Linked DNA regions of Gossypium hirsutum: region 1 is linked to region 2. A link is a contact called in public Hi-C data. All regions are on one chromosome and are shown on one strand. Each heading gives the region's core, a stretch centred on a gene start, on an enhancer-like site or on the middle of the called end of the contact. The rest is flanking DNA. Distances are from core to core; before and after follow the strand shown.

What was found. Hi-C and Micro-C count contacts between places; a contact is called where the count stands out from the background.
Region 1: a contact with region 2 is called in a Hi-C map of leaf, with 3 times the contacts expected there. The contact joins the promoter of LOC107951928 here to the promoter of LOC107951922 in region 2. A contact is called at or near these places in 8 of 34 Hi-C or Micro-C datasets (callus, leaf and petal).

The regions. Positions count from the first base shown.
Region 1 is chrA02:85,538,879-85,544,325 of Gossypium_hirsutum_v2.1, reverse strand. It overlaps LOC107951928, which reads right to left and starts at 2,845. Exons shown (of 9, transcript XM_016887112.2): 1 at 2,275-2,845; 2 at 1,688-1,764; 3 at 1,208-1,436; 4 at 940-1,094; 5 at 803-848; 6 at 624-715; 7 at 338-434. The coding sequence starts at 2,487.
Region 2 is chrA02:85,113,670-85,118,806 of Gossypium_hirsutum_v2.1, reverse strand. It overlaps LOC107951922 (probable inactive ATP-dependent zinc metalloprotease FTSHI 2, chloroplastic), which reads right to left and starts at 1,292. Exons shown (of 12, transcript XR_001698676.2): 1 at 1-1,292.

The DNA of each region.
Region 1 (5,447 bases), core at 1,596-4,095, 420 kb before region 2:
AACTGCAAGATGGATGTTCTTCCAGGTTTCGAAGCACATAATCAACATTTATGACTAAATTCTCCGATCAGAAAGGGTACCAACAAGGATGTTATTTGATGATTACATCCGCCAACTTTCAGATTAACATTTATAAACATGTTATTTCTTGGTCTTTGAAACAAAGAAAATCCGGAATGAGACGAGCTGAGTCAACTGATGTAAAAGTCAATTTAATAATTAGTTGAATGCAAATTAAGGTTTCAAATTTCTCCGTCGACATGGAAACTAAATGCTATCTCTAGAAGAGTCTATTACACAAAGCAAAAATCTGTTTTCAAATAGCAAATTAACTTACTATACGATAGATCGGAGGGACCATTAAATCCACTTTAGATTTTAAAGTCGGCATAACCGAAAAGCGTGGTGCCAATTCTTGTGACCTAAAAGTCCACCTGCATATATAACAAACGGGAAAAAGCTGTTAAATATTGTATCAAAATGGCTCAACCTTAATGCCTAATCAATGGATTAAGCATTATCATATTATAGAAATACTTTTGATCAAAAAGTAGTGAGTACATTAGTGCCCGAAAACTAAATATTTCCAACGAAAGACTTGTGATTGTGTGATCCATACATACCCGATGTACAAAAATATGCAGAATTGAGCCCATTCTCGAACCAGCAACCGGAGCCAGTAATTCTCAGAGGAGTCGTCAATGTTTATGTATATCTGAAAATGAAAATATCGAGCAATCATATCACTCATGAACTTATATATATGTCAAAGGCAGAGAATGTGAGGTTGACATATTCATACCACAATTTCGGCCATAGCAACTATTTGCATAGCACCCTGAAATTTCCTGCCCATTTGTGAACGAAGCTTAACTTATGATCTAGTTGTCACTAAAAGCAATCCATACAAGATTAAAAATTTTAAATAATGGAACATACTTTAACATTCTGTACTTCATATAAACAGCATCGCGCATTGGTTGGACATCCTCATCCTCGATAAATGTTAACTGCTCACGCAACACTAACAGATTTTGCGATATATGGTGAAAAATTACATAAAAAGAAATCATGTAATTAAGAAGTAGAAGAACCTGTAAAACGGAGCAGTAATACGTCTTATTAGTACACTATTTTGAGGATGAAATAAGCCAAAGTTACAGTTAGTTAGCTAGCAGAACATATATTACATAATCAAGAAACTCACTGTGAAATAAGGTACGGAAGCTCGGTAACCAATGAGAGTCAAGTAAAATACACATCCAAGTGCGGCAGTAGTTCGACGCTCTGTTAGCGAAAGGCGTTCGCAGGTGATGCAGTATCCATGAGAGATGAGCAAAAAGGAAACGAATGAAACTGTCTGAAAGAGCACTCCAGTTACATACACCCCGAAAGACATCCACAGTGAACATAGCTGAAGATAAAAGCATGAGTACCTGCAAGAATGGTCCCTTTGAAATCCGAAAAATAACTTTTTTCACAAAATAAATAATGCAGTGGTTTCCTACTTGATAAGAACTACGGCCATATCGAGCAAATAAATATCATTAACTTACTCTTTTTATGGAAACTTTCCATTGCCTCCACTATATCAGATGTTCATGTCATCTCTTTACATGAATTCTCATTTCTAACTATTTAGACTCAAAGATAAACTAACCAAGTGTTATGCAAAATCAAAACTTACCAAAAAAGGAAGGATAGAGTGAGTTGCAAGGCTTTAATCAAGGGCAAAGATGCAAGAGTCCATTGTAAATTATTTATCTGTTCAAGTGTGATAATAAGAAAACAATTCATAAGAAAATCCAACAATTTGTCATTATTTGGTATCAAAATAGAAAATGAAAGACACAAAGGTTCCATTAAATGGCTTAACCTCATAGAAAACAACAACATAACATACTTGGAATTGGAAGGAACCTCCAAAGTTCAAAACCAATTGATTAAACTTTTAACTTTATATTTGGAAATAACTCAAAATTGAAATATTTACTGACTGCTTTCTTCTTTCATGCCGTACTTGTATCTAAATCATAAGAAAGAAAAATGATCGTAATTAAATCAAAAACTAAACCCAGATTTTTTATAGGAAATAAAAATGAAAAAGAAAAACGAGAAAGGAATAAGGTTCCTGTAAGGGAGTCAGCTTGATTGAATCACTTACTAGTTTTCATTATCCATCAAATTCTGAGATAAGAAAATAAAATTCTAAACCCCCCAACCCCCGGCGCCAAAAAAAAAAGTTCAAAAATACGAAAGAAAAAAGAAAAAAACCTGGAAATGGCGGTTTTTGTAAGTGTTGAAAGTCCAAGAACAAGCGGAGAAGAACCAGATGAAAAGGAAAGACAAGTAAAGAGCAGGCAAAGGTCGATAGGAGTCGTCAAGTACGGCAAGATTGGACTCACCCATATCTGAGACGTTCATGATTGAAGGAAAAGGGAAAGGTTGGATGGGTATTTGGTAGTTTGGGTTGTGTTTCATTAACATCGATAGTTTTGAGTTTTACAATGTCGTTGCTTTGCTGCCTGCCCGCCTTTGTCCTTTGCCCTCTTTCCAACTTTGGGTTTTATGTCTGCTTCTTATACTAAGCTAGAATTTTGCATTTCTTTTATACATTTCCTTTTTTCTTAGATATTTTCTAACACTCAATTCTCTTTCCTTTTTTTTTTTTGGCTTTTGCCAAATTAATGGATTTCTTATTTACTCTTTTTTTTTTTAAAAAAATTAATTAAAGATTTGTCTTCTTAAATATATATACTTAAAGGAACCAGCAATACTGGATGCGATGTTTGGAGCAAAAAGACCACCAAAAGTTCCCGAAAGATAAATTAAGGATTCAAATGTTGACACAAACATTACAGATTGAATTTAATAAAAAAATATTAAAACCTGAAAATAAAAATATCATTGGCAATATATAAAAGATTTTTATATTTTTAAAATTGTTAAATGTATTCATATTTTATAGCAGCAATCAGTGTTTGTTAATTAAAAATAGGTAAGCTATTGAAAATAAAGTTGTATGAGTAGATGATAACAACTACGAAGACTTTGTTAATTATGTATATTTTAAAACTCAAAATTCGGGAAAAGGTGGAGAGGGTAGAGTTTTAAGTTTTAAGAATGTAAAGATGATGGGGCATTGTTTTTAGGAAATGAAGTTAGTGGTTACAAATGCATGTTGTTTTCATTCAACAAAACCACCTCTTTACTAGGCTACAATTAGGATGTACCAAATCATCAAAAACATTAATCTTTTTTAAAAAGATATATAATTTTAAAAATTTCGAAATTTAATTATGTATAAATACTATGGTTGGCTCTCAATTCAAATTGAGTAATTTCAATTTTACTTTGGTTATCATGACAAATTAGGATTATATTATACAAAAATAAAATAAAATAAAATTTTAAATTCAAATTCATAATCCCAATCATAAATGAGTTTTAAGCAAAATCCTTGATATATTTCAAAATGACTCCAATTGCATCAAGCGTCTTCTTTGGTACCAACGTGGAAAGCACCATTATGATTCAATTCAACCCCCCCCCCCTTTACGCTTATAATTTATTTTAATTTATTTCCTTAATGTTTGTCCACCAAATCTTTTTTCTCAGGGAATGTTCACCAAACAAGTTGATTTTGTTTAGGCGACTGACTTTGACCTTCTTCAAACTATGTAATAATAATATTGAATGGATTTTTTTAATTATAAATTAAGAAAATTGTTTATATTTGATGTATTATTTTACTGAATAAACAAAGAAGCAGCAGCAGCAGCATTAGAAGATAAAAGAACATGTGACTTGTTGAACTGATATCTTATATTTCAAGTAATCCTAATCCATTTCAGATATAAAAAAGTTGGAAAATCTTGGCATTATAAACATCATATTTTAGGGTAAAATAAAACATGAGGGGAGATTGACTTAAGAAATATTAGTGGAAGGCATGGGCACTGCATATTGGTAGGCAGCCTATTGTTTCAACCACTTTGAGAATTAGATTTGATGATAACCCACCCACCATCCACCTTTAATCAAATCAATATCAACATTTTTATTTTTGCAAGTCCTTACATATGCACTTTGGGCTTATCTCATTGGGGGGTACATAGCTAATTGCTTACCAATTTTAGTGCGGGGGAAATTGAAACTATTTTTAAAAAATCAGATGAACCATTTAAACGACAAAACAAAACATAAAAAGGATAATTTGTATTCAAGTTATGGAATTAGTCTCATTAATTTGAATCAATTTTGTTCATATATTTCACTAGTTTGAAAATTTCAGCTCAATCGTTTATAACCTTGATTTGTTTTTGTCCTTAATTTTGGTGAAGTGGTGCTGACATTGCTGATTTGGCGAACTTGGTCAGCAAAATTCTTGTCACGTTGATGATGTGATCTTTTTTTCTCGAGTGACTTAGAGCATGAAATGTCAAATGCAAGTTCTAGTCCCTGTATTTTTATGAAAATACAAATTTAATCTCTATAATGATTTTGATTTTTTTAGTGTTAAGTTATTTGAAATCTATTTTATTGAAAGAGACAATTCTTGTAACAAAAATGAAAGCAGAAGAAAAATAAATACAAATTAATAAAGCATTGCAAAAATTGAAAAGGAAAAAAAAAGGAGATCAAAAGAAAAGTCGCTTCCATACACCAAATCAACATCTTTCGAAACAAGCGAAACGGGGTGAAACCTAGCACCTTTCAGTCGAAGCATCAAAAGCAACAAAGTCCAAAGAGCTCATTAACAAACAATGTTAGTTCTTCAAAGAAGAAAAGCAATAAATCGGAACCCTCAATACTATGATATAAATGAATCCTCAATTAGGTAGATAGACCCACTATCTGTCTTCGTCAAAGGCAATGTCGGTAAAGGATGACACCTTTTGTACCATCTCTTACCTGGTCCGACAACAGACATGGATGAGTGATGTTACAATGACACTTTATTTACTTGAATACAGTTTTCTTTTTACAAAACATCAAATTTGCAACTTAATAAAATCCTTTAACACAATTTTAAACTTTAGAAAACTTTGAAAACATTTTAAAATAATTTTCTATGTGCTTGGACATGCCCAAAACATAAAATGCGGTCCCCAAGACTTAAAACGCCCAAAAATACAAGTTGTACTGGTACAGTGGAGAAAGTCTCAAGACTTGGCCTGAAAGTCTTAATACTTAAGCCATAAGTATTGAGACTTACCCTACTTGAGCTACTAACTTGAAAGATTTGATACCATAAGGGCTTACTTCTGATGAGGAGTTAGTACATTGATCCCATGTTTTGGTACTTTTGAAGTCAGTGACCAAAAGTTTTGAAATAGATAAGACTTGTCTCAGTACATAGCCTCATGTATTAGCAAATCTCTTGATGTATCAATACATGCCCTTCATTGTATCGAAATATTAAGTATTTGGAGCTGATTTTTTTT
Region 2 (5,137 bases), core at 43-2,542:
CCAGTTCCCTCTCCAACTCCCTCATCTTTTTTCTCTCTTCTGCCTCTGCCTTCTCAATCTTCAACCTATCCTCGTAATCCTTCTTCTGCTTTCTGTAACTAAGCACCACTGTCCTATAAAATATCACAAAGAACACCAATCCAAGCGCAGTTGCAACATTTGAATCCTGAGCTAAACTGGCCCACATATTTGCCATACTTTGATAATTCCTTCTAGCATCACGCAATGACTCCTCATACTTCCTCTTCCTAATCTCTCGCTTCTTTCTCCTCTCATCCTCCTTCTTCTGCGCCTTCATAATCTTTTCAATCATCTCTCTCTCTTCCCTCATTCTCGCCAACTCCTCCTTTTTTTGCCTCTTAAACTCCTCTCTTTGTCTCCTAATTTCCAGCGCCCTTTTGGACTCCTTCTTCGGCTTAAACCACGACAACATAAATGCAGGCACCCTCCATAAAAATCCCAAATAAGGAGAAGGCACCTCAGGCCTCTTAATTGGAGGTGTATATGCATTAACACACAAAGATTCAATCTTTAACTCATCCCATGAATCCCAAAACTTCCTATCACTATCTATTGAAGGCAAAACAGTTCTTAACACCCTAGAATCTTCTAAAACTACTAAAACTGGCTCTGCCCTTTGCTTCAAACTAGCACTAGGCGGCTTAATTAAATGTTTAAGCTTTCCCTCATGTTTCAAACTGAGAATTTCAGTATATGGAATCCGGTTGGTTACAACTGGAAGATTTTTCGACCATTGTTTTATCTGCTCAGGGGTCAAAGCTTCTTGAGTTTTTTTCTGAGTTTTTTTCCTATCAGATACTTTAACTGCAGCAAGAGAACTTTGTTGTGGAAATGAAGTGGAGATTATAGTAAGAGTAATGGGTAAAGCAACAAAATTGAAATGGGTTTTCTTGGTTTTATCATCATCATCGGAACTATTGCTCTTAGAGCTATAAATTTGACAAGAAATTGAAGGGTAAGAGCTGAAGAAAAATGGGTTTTGAGGTTTGGGTTTTAAAGATGGAAGCTTTGGGTACAATGAAGAACCAAAAGAGAAATGATAAGCCATGAAAAAACAATGAAGAAAAAAAAATGTGAAGAGAATTATGAGTGAAAATGAACAGAAAAGAATTTCACTATGTTAAGAGATCGAAAGAGATAGACTTACGTAGTGAAACGAAACTGAGACATTGTAGTTAAGGTTATTGAACATTCGATTTAGTCGAATAGGAAGCCTAAGACACAGCATTTTATTCTTTTCTTCTTTCTCTTCAAACCTCTCCCGGATAAAAAACTGCGTCCCCGACCAACAAGAATATTAAACCTTAGTGTTAAACGACGCCGGTTAACATCTATAATAAACCCGCATTAATATTTTGGGTAAAGTACAAGATAATCACCTAACTATGCACTTCATTTTATTTTGGTCACCCAACTATTAATTTTTTGATTTAGTCACTCAACGTTTTGAAATTAAATATTTTAGTTACTCTCCTTTTAGTTGTTGTTAGTTGTGGGCTGGAAAGCTAATGTGAGCTCTTTTTTTATTAACCTAATAACAAATTTAGTCCTTTCAATGTTTACACATTTTATCAATTTGATCCTAAATAAAAAAATATAACAATTTCTACAAAGAAACAATTGGATTCTTTCTCACTCTCAACAATATACACTCTCTAACCCTCTTTTCAACCACCATACCTGATGCATCACCATCTTCAACTCACCCTCACCATATTAATTTCATCTACTCTCAAACCTAACAAACACTAAAGCTTCTATCATCAAACCATTTTTCCTTCAGCCCAAAACTAGTTAAACAACCACAAACATCACGAACTCACCATCTTACCCGTTTGCACGATGCTATCACCATCACCATTTTCCCCTCAAGTCCTACACACCACTCCCACCAACCATTTACTCGAGACCCGCCATATGCTAAGTCTCAACCACCTCTCTTTTAACCCTAACCCAAAAGCAACCCCAAAATACTTTAAAATCCTAGCATACACAACACCCTTAATACTTGATAGTCATAAAAACAACCAATAAACCAACAACCATTAAGATCTTTACTTTAGAGAGGAAAATTTAGCACCATATGCAAAAGAAGAAACGAACCAAAAGATTTAGGAAAAAAAAGTGAATTGAAAAAAAAACAAAAAGAACTCATATTGACTTGGCTTGGCTTAGTTTGGTTTAAGTGGTTCGGGTTCAACTCTTAGTGATCCCAATAGAAAAAAAGTTAATTGTTGACCAAAGGAGTAAAAGGAGGCCGAAACAATAGTGGATAAAGAAGACAATCTAAATAGTGGTGCAACTATTAGAGAAGTAGCAACGATTGGTGGTTGTGGCACAACATTGGACAATCAAAGGTTTTGAAAAAAAAAAGAAAGAAAATAAGAGAGAAAAAAGTAGAGGAAGTGAAAGAGTAAATAGAGAGGAGTGTCAATGGTGCTAGATGCTGATAAAGGTGAGTTGAATATGGTGATGCATCGTGTATGGTGGTTGATAAGAGGGTTGATAGGTGTCTTGCCGATAGTGAGAGAGGGATCAATTGTTTCTTGATAGAACTTTTTAGATTTAGGATCAAATTGATAAAATGTGTAATCATTAGAGGGCTAAATTTGTTATTAAGGCAATAAAAAGGTCAACATCAGCTTTTTGTCCCATAGCTAATAGCAACTAACGAGAAAGTGACTAAAATATTTAATTTCAGAAAATTGAGTGACTAAATAAAATAATAATAATACTTGGGTGACCAAAATAGAACTAAGTGCATAGTTAGTGTCTATTATTGTAATTTACCTTAATATTTTTGTTTACGACTATATGTATAGTGAAACTAAGGTATCTATGATATTTGTCCCAATAATGTCATTTCAAAGTTTGAATCTAAATTCTCTTTATGAAATTATAGTGAACCTTACTATCAGGGCGGTCTTCCCCTTGGAATTTTTAGATATTTTAACTTTATATATAAACTATCATGTATTTTGGATTTGGTGTCCACATTGTATAACATTCGCCCCCTTAAGTCATAAGGTTATACTTTATATTAACAAAGTATTTTTCAGTTTTTAATTATATAACTTTAATAATAATAAAATATTAATGTATGATGGGTCTTGAAATACTAAATTTAGAGGTCCAATATGGACTTTGAAGCCAAATTCCAAAATTAATTGATTTGGCCTATACCTACACATAATAGGTTAGCAACTTTCTTGTATTTTGATTTGTATATCTTACTAAGGAATTATCTTCCTCTAGTAAGGTACCGACATTTCCAAAAGAAAAAACAAAGGAGTTTTATGCTGAGAGTGAGAGCACAGAGTAAAAAAATATAAATTATCTTCCTCTTGGCTCCTTATGTAAAAGACTTCTCGGTAAATATTTTTGCATAAATTATGTTCTTTATTTATTTGACTTATTATTTTTTTCCTTTTTCCTAATATGTTTTTATTTAAATATTATTACAATCTTCAGGTTTTACGATTATATTATGGTCAATAAAAAGATCAAATCTTTTTTCAAGAAAAGGGTGTTAAAAAACAATAATAATCAATCGGTTCTTTAAATTTTTGTTATTAACAGAGAAAAATCAAATATCAGATCTTCCCAAGCTCTTAAACGAGATATTAGGTATTCTCAAATTCCTAAATGTCCTTATAAAGTGTTGAAAGTCGAAACAAAGGAGTTTGATGCTTCTTCTTTGGAGCGTGATCCGGGGGCTTAAAAAATCTATTTGGAATTACCCTCCAAATCAATAGGACTAAGTCCGTCGAGCTTACTTTAAGTTTGGGCCATATCAACGGATTCCTCCAAGTGAGGCTCTAACATTTCCTCAATATATTGACAAGAATGGACACCGATTTCTCCCATCTTAGTACAAGTTATTCCCGGATTGGCTCGAGCTGTTACCAAGTAAGAATGCCACATATTGTCTTCCTTTTTTTTCTCTTCAATAATACATTTGGGCATTATGGAAATACTTTTACAAGCCAATGATTTTGGTCATGGAAGAAGGTTAGTGAAGGATCTAAATGTCCTTGTGTTACTCATATAGGTAAGGATGAAAATTCTTTATATAAGAATGAAATGAAAAATTATCTCAATCTTCAAAATTCCTTGAAAAATATTGAGAGGATAATTGAAAAAAATTCTAAACAAGTTGTAATAAATTGACTACTGCTCAATGTGTCAATAGATATTGTCAAGTGGCTTGTATTTGAAGGTTGTACCTTTAGAGGACACGATCAAGCACAAGATTCAAGAAATCAAGGTAACTTTCTTAAACTAATAAAACTCTTAGCTTTTTAATGAAGACGTGGAGGCAATTGTCTTAGAAAATGCCCCTAAAAATGCACAATATGTCAGTCCGATTGTTCAAAAAGACATTCTTTCTATTTTGGTGAGTAAAATTTAGGGATTCATTTGAGAAGAGATTGGAGATTCAAAGTTTTGCATTATAGTGGATGAAGCTTGTGATGAGTCAAAGAAAGAATAAATGACAATCGTATTGTAGTTTGTTGATAAAGAAGGTTTTATACGTGAACAATTCTTTGATTTGGTTCATGTGAAGGATATCGCATTGTTAGCTTTGGAGAAGGTAATCTACGAAGTTCTTTTACCTCATTGCCTTAATGTGAATGATATTTATGGTCAAGGATATGATGGTGCAAGTAATATGCGTGGCGAATGGAACGGCTTGCAAGCATTATTTGCTAAAAAGTGCCGATTTGCATACAATGTTCACTACTTTGTTCATCGCCTCCAATTGACTCTAGTAGTTGCATCCAAGGAGGTTATTCCTATTTGTCAATTTTTTTCATACTTGACTAGTATAATCAATTTGGTTACTTTTTCAAGTAAACAACATGATCAATTAAGAGACATTGAGGCATCTCATATTACAAAGTTGATTGATAATGGTGAGCTTGAAACTGGCAAAGGGAAAAATCAAGTCTAGAAATTCAGATGATACCGGACAAATATCTCATTTAGATTCTCTCAATAGCTTGATGAGGATGTTCGGTTCTATTTGTGTTGTATTACAAGATATCATCAAGCCTAGCAACCTTACTCAAAGGAGTGAAGCTAATGGAATATATAATGCAATGACATCCGTTGA